Linked DNA regions of Canis lupus: region 2 is linked to region 1. A link is a contact called in public Hi-C data. All regions are on one chromosome and are shown on one strand. Each heading gives the region's core, a stretch centred on a gene start, on an enhancer-like site or on the middle of the called end of the contact. The rest is flanking DNA. Distances are from core to core; before and after follow the strand shown.

Evidence for each region. A called contact is a pair of places that touch in the nucleus more often than the background predicts.
Region 2: a Hi-C map of blood shows a contact between it and region 1, with 2.3 times the contacts expected there. The contact joins two enhancer-like sites. A contact is called at or near these places in 2 of 9 Hi-C or Micro-C datasets (amygdala and blood).

What each region holds. Positions count from the first base shown.
Region 1 is chr30:33,883,323-33,886,265 of UU_Cfam_GSD_1.0, forward strand. The region is part of intron 1 of LOC119866931 (a long non-coding RNA gene); the gene reads left to right. Among named protein-coding and RNA genes, the nearest start is that of RPLP1, 110 kb to the left of the region's middle. Within about 2 kb of position 1,274, at least 2 of the 20 cell types and tissues checked have an H3K27ac peak or open chromatin away from gene starts, as enhancers often do. A contact at or near this core is called in blood, where this site is marked.
Region 2 is chr30:33,987,600-33,990,372 of UU_Cfam_GSD_1.0, forward strand. No RefSeq gene overlaps it. Among named protein-coding and RNA genes, the nearest start is that of RPLP1, 210 kb to the left of the region's middle. Within about 2 kb of position 1,357, at least 1 of the 20 cell types and tissues checked has an H3K27ac peak or open chromatin away from gene starts, as enhancers often do. A contact at or near this core is called in blood, where this site is marked.

The sequences.
Region 1 (2,943 bases), core at 24-2,523:
CAGGCTCCCTGCGGGGAGCCCGATGCGGGACTCGATCCCAGGACCCTGGGGTCACGCCCTGACCCGAAAGCAGATGCTCAACCGCTGAGCCGCCCAGGCGCCCCTGTCTCTGGAATTTGAACCGAGACCAGGGGGTGCCACAGTTGGTGTCATGCTGGAGCTGGGAAGTGGGGGGCCCAGCACAGGGCTGCAAACACTCCAGGGTTCGGAGTAAGGGAGCCGGCCAGCCGGGGACCGAGGGGCAGGGGCGCCCAGGAGCGCTCTAGTCCACCTGCGGGGACAACGCCTCGCTCCGGGCAGCCCCTTAGCACGCCTCCCTCGGGGACGTGAGGATGGCCTTGGAGCAGTGCCCCCCGGGCCGCGTCTCCCTTTCCTCCTCTTTCTGACTCGGCGTGTCCCTGATGTTGTCTTGTGCTTGTCAGAGCGTCAGATACTGAATGACCGGGGTGGCGGGGGATAACTTTCGTCCCCAGCTTATAGGTGTTGGGACCAAGAGGCGCCCCATCTGTGCATGATGAAGGTGTCCTGGACCTCGCTGCCGGTATGGAGAGCCCAGCACGCTGCCTGAGACCCCGAGTGGGGGGCCCCGGGGGCTGTACTCCTTGGGGGGGGCTGAGTGTAACTTTGCTTGCAGGAGGGGGACCGAGCCACATATCCGGCGACCCCAAGGGCAAACAGCATCAGCGATCCTGAATGCTGTTGTCCAGTTAGTTCTCGTGCCCTGAGCACCGGGCCCCAGCAGGATGGCACAGGCCGGGCCCTCGTGCTGGGGACAGGCAGCGGTGAGTGCGAGTGCTGGCGGCCTGTCTGAGGCCCTTCTGGCTCTTGCCTCGACGTAGCCACATTCAAGGCCTGGACCCTGGGGAGAGGGAACACGCAGCACCCGAGTCCCGGATGGATAAACCTTCACTGATTGAGCCATCTCACTCTGGCGGTTGTTGGTTACCACGACACGCCCTAGTGTTTTCTGACTGCCTTTCCTAGGGTTGTTCTAGATCCTTCTGGAAAGTAGCCGGAGGCTCTGACACCGTGGGGCCCGGACCCAGGCACCGGTGACACGGCTTGGGTCTCTCCCACCAGCCTCAGTGCCATCCCCGAGGCTGCGGGACAGGAGTGCAGAACAGCAGAGGGCACCAGAGGCCTGTCGCCTCTCTCCCCATCATGGTGTCCTAGTTGGAGGCGCTGGCGTGGCCAGAGGGGCCCTGGGGCCTGCAGCAGGGAGAGAGCTCAGGGCCTGCCCCTCGGGGAGTCGCTGCGGTTGTGAGCAAGGGTTTGTAGGATGCAGACGCACCCCTCTGGGGGCTTCAGAGGGACTGGGCCCTAAGCCAGGGCCCCACGGGGGCCTCTAAAGAGCAGGCCTTCCTCTCGCACTTTCCCTCTAGGCCTGGCTCCGTGTTAGGTGTCAGGGTCAGACCCTGAGTAAGGCCGAGAGGAGCAGCCAAGGGCCAGCACAGAATGTCCTGGGCACCGCTACACCCCTGCCCCCCCTGCCCCCAGGCCCAGAGCTGTGGGATCTCAGGCCTTCCCCAAGCCTTTGGCTGCTGAGGCCTCAAGTCCCGCCATTATACTTTGGCCACTCAGGCCTCCTGGATCTGAGGCTTGCAGCCTTGTTTCTCTCTTGGGCCGGGGAGAGGGGGTGAGGTGCAGGTTGGGGGGAGCGGGGCCAACAGCCAGGTTTCCTAGATTGACAGGACAGTGCAGGGGGAGGGTCTGAGCACTTCAGCTCTGTCCTGGGAGTGGGGAGTCTGGAGTCGGGGCGGCTGTGTGATCCCCTTCAGCCTCAGCTTCTGTCGAGGGGGAGTCGGGGCGGGCTGAGCTCGGAGACCCCTCCAGAGTCTGTGCTTTGGGGAGCAGGTTTCACTGCTCAGGACCCGGGAGGCGGTCTGGCCCCGGGGCAGGGGCCACCGGGAGTCACGAACTGGATGCGCAGTTTTGCCAGGAGAGACTGGACTGTCTGCATGTGCTTGCTTTCCCCTAGCGTTGGCATACGCCGCAGTATTTACACTTCTCTGGATCATATAAAGACCAAGGTCAGGTCAACACTGTCCGCATAACCTCAGTTGGCCCAGAGTCAAACAGAAGAGGTAATGGTGCCTGAGGCTCCCGCCCGCCCGCCTTCCCCGCCTCCTCTAGGTGCTGCTCCTGGCCTCTGGGTGCTGGTCCTTCCATGTGGGCGGGGGGTCTGGCCTGGCGTCTGGATCCCTAGGCAGAAAGTCTTCCAGAACGTTCATCTAACAGATGGACTCCAAGCTGTCGCCTTGGGGGCAGTGGAGTGGGGATGTCCACATTCTGCTTGGCATGCTTTGCCGCCCCTTCTCTCACCCTCGTCAGTGAGCCAGGCTTCTTGACAAAAAGGTGGCACCAAGTTTTCCCCAGCAGGAGCCCAGGAGCTCAGGAAGGTGGGGTCTCACTGGAGAAACAGGGTCGCTCTCAACCCTTCGACCTTCCTTCTGCTCGGATCCATCGGATCCTGGGAGGTTGGGTGGGAGCAAGGAGGCGGGCCACTTGGGAACCCTTCTTCGGCTCCACCCACTGCCCCCGTCCCCCTGAGCTCCAGAGGAGATGAGGGCACCGCAGAGCTCGCTGTAAGCCCATTCCTGTGTGTTACACGTTTAGAGAGTCCGGTCTCTCTGGAGCTGGTTGTAAGCACCTTAGGGGCTTTGTTTCTCCTCCTCATGACTTGTTGGCACTGTCAGGACCCACCCCCCCCCCATCTCCTGTCAAGCCCACCAACCTGCACTATCCCTTCATTAAGTCATTCATCAAGGTCGGGCAGGGGCAGGATGTCACCAGGGGTGGGACATGTAGAGGTAGAGCAGCAGAAGACAGTCCCGGAAGAGTCTGAGTTTAGTGGGATGCGAGACTTATAAATATAGTTGTAATTCAGGGTGGTGAGCACTGTGACAATGGCCTGCGGTGGCCCTCGTGGGTGTTTCTGGAGGA
Region 2 (2,773 bases), core at 107-2,606, 100 kb after region 1:
CCTTCCATGTGGCTTCACTCCATCTCTTGTGACATCTCCCCACTATTTCTTGCTGGCCCGACCAGGTGACCCCATGCCTGCTGTTCCATGCCCTGGCTCACTCACTGCCTTCTCACTGGAAGGCTTTACTTTTTATCTCTACCCCTCAATGTTCTGGCTTAAGGACCTGCTCAAAAGCCACCTCCTCTAGGACGTCTTCCCAGGCATCTAATTCAAAACTCTCTCTCCATGTGCTCCTTATTAGCACACTTCAGTGTCTGTCCATTGACATAAGGCCAAACCTTTAGCTTAGGTCCTTAGCCTTTTCTCTCATCACTGCCCTCCCACCTACCCAGCTCCAGGTAGGCCAGGGTCTCTCTTACCTCCACGTGGAACTGAAGCTGTTCCTCCTGCCTGGAAAGCCTGTGCCCCACCATGTCCCCATGATGATGACACCCTAGAATTCTAAGACTCAGCCTATGTCTCCTGTACTACTAAGAGTTTCTTGAACCCACCGTTTGGTCTGTATTCTAAGCTGTGTCATGAGCCAGTATCGTACATGAGTCTGGTGACCCTGGGGTATTTGTCTCCAAAGTCACAGCGCCTTGTGTAGGGCCCGGCACACAGCAAGTGCTCTGTGAACATGGCATTGAAGAGTGTTCTTGCATGCATCCATCGCAGTACCCAGCAGAGGCTGGGACCCAGGCAGGTGTGCGGATGGGATTGTAGCTTCAAAGCTTTGTGTGTAGAAACCCTGGACTCTGGGATGGAGCCTTGGAGCTGATGGAGCTGAGGAAATGACTCCCATTGAGTGTGTGTGTGTGTATGTGTGCGTGCTCTGTGGACATGCCTGCTGGGACCTTGGTGATCTGCCAAGTGTGGGAGGAAACTAGCTCCCCAGAGACTGCTGCCTCTCCCTTGACATCCTTCCCTCCTAGGCACCAGGCCTACCGACTCCAGGGTCAGCACCAGAGATGTTCCTGGAGGGCCCTCCACGGTCGTGTACAGACAGTGTCTGCAAAGGCCTGGGGCACAGTCTTGGAGCTGCATGGTCCTGCACTGGATACCTTAAGCAGGTTTCTGACACCTCACATCCTCTGGGGGAGCTCCTCACGCTGGTCTTCTCATGTGCCAGGTCCTGGGTTAAGCCCTTGTGTGAAGGACCTGATTTAATTTTCATCACCACCCTAGTTGCAGAGGGGGAAACTGAGGCATGGGGACATTGAGTTACTTGTCTTAGAGCCCAAAGCAGCTGAAGGGAGAGCGGGGAGTGGGGGGTTGGATTCCTAGGGCTGGGTCTGGCTCTGAGACTAGAAAGCATCACTATGTGACATTGAATAAGTCACTTCCTATCTATGAGGTCGAGTAGACTTAGCCACTGCACATGCTCCGGAGGGTTGCACCTGCTCCCTCTCATGTAATAATGCCTTCTTGAGCGACTGGATTAGTGTAAACATGTGACACTTGTGACGTGACTGGCAGGCTGACATCATCAATCTCTAACTCAAGCTTTCATTATAAAGATAAGGAAACCAAGGCACAGTTCATGTGAGTGACTTGATGAGCACCTGGTGAGTTGGGTGGACTCAAAGTCAGGTCACCTAAGGGCTGGCTATTTTCATTTCTCATTATGCTGTGCCCTGCAGGACGAAAAGAAGGAAAGAGAATGTAACATTTTGGAGGAACTGAGGCGGGGGGGTGGCGGGGGAGAGTGGTTGAGGACACAGGGGGAGCCAGTCCATCGCCGTCAGTTCTCCAGCCACCAGTGAGGGTAGTCCTGTTATGGTCCCAATTTGCAGTCCTGTAGATCTGATCACAGAGGGATGGGTGACTTGCCTGAAACTGGTAGCTGGTAAAAAAAAAAAAAAAGAGTGGAATTTGGATTTAGGAGTGTCTTTTTCCAGGTTTTGTGCTTTTTTCCTGCATTGCCGGCCCAGGAGCGGGGCCAAAGATCAAGGTCTGGAGAGCTGCAATGTAGGCCCTCGACTGTGCCAGAGAGCGAGCTGGATGCTGGGGATGTCCCTTCTGACCACCAAGAGAGCTCCTGGGGCTGGGGAGAGGGTGGTGTGGGCAGCAGCGTGGCCCAGGGGCAGAGGCAGCTCTTGAAACACAAGGTGGCTAGACTTCTTCCTTGGGAGTGCTGAGGGAGCCAAAAAGTGCCATTTCGTCTTTGTGAATCCAAATAGCCTCTTGGGCTCCTTTGGTCTAGTAGGGTCAGCTTTCAAAGGGCAGAGAGTGACTTTGGACCAGCAGGTTTGAGGATCCTATGCTAGTGGTTGGTAGATAGGAAAGAGCTCAGAAATCTTAAGATTTGTTTTGAAAATTCAAGCAGAATTGGCCTTTCCCCCACCATATAACCACATGTGCAAGCAGAACGGATGAGTCTAGCTACATGAGCCCCGCTGAGCAGCCTAGCTGGGGTAGGCCAAGGGACCCTGTCTTTGGCCACATCCTGTTCAACACTTACTAATAACTAGAATGGAATTACCACTCACAGCCGCCCCGTAAGATAGGCTGTGGTACCCCTTTTACAGACCAGGGGAGAGTGAGTGACCTGCCCCTTTCCACAGCCATTGATATCATGAGATTTGGAAGCCAGATAGGTCAGACTCTGAAACGTGGGGCACTGATTCACCCATGGCGCTGAGCTGCCTCGTCATCGAGGGGCATGTGGCAAGTGGGGAGGGTGGACGTTTCAGCGCAGGGGGGAGGCAGGATTTGGAAAGGACCCACCCAGCAGGGCCCTAATGAACACTGGGCCCAAGTTAACGCATACCTAGATGAAGGGCAATAG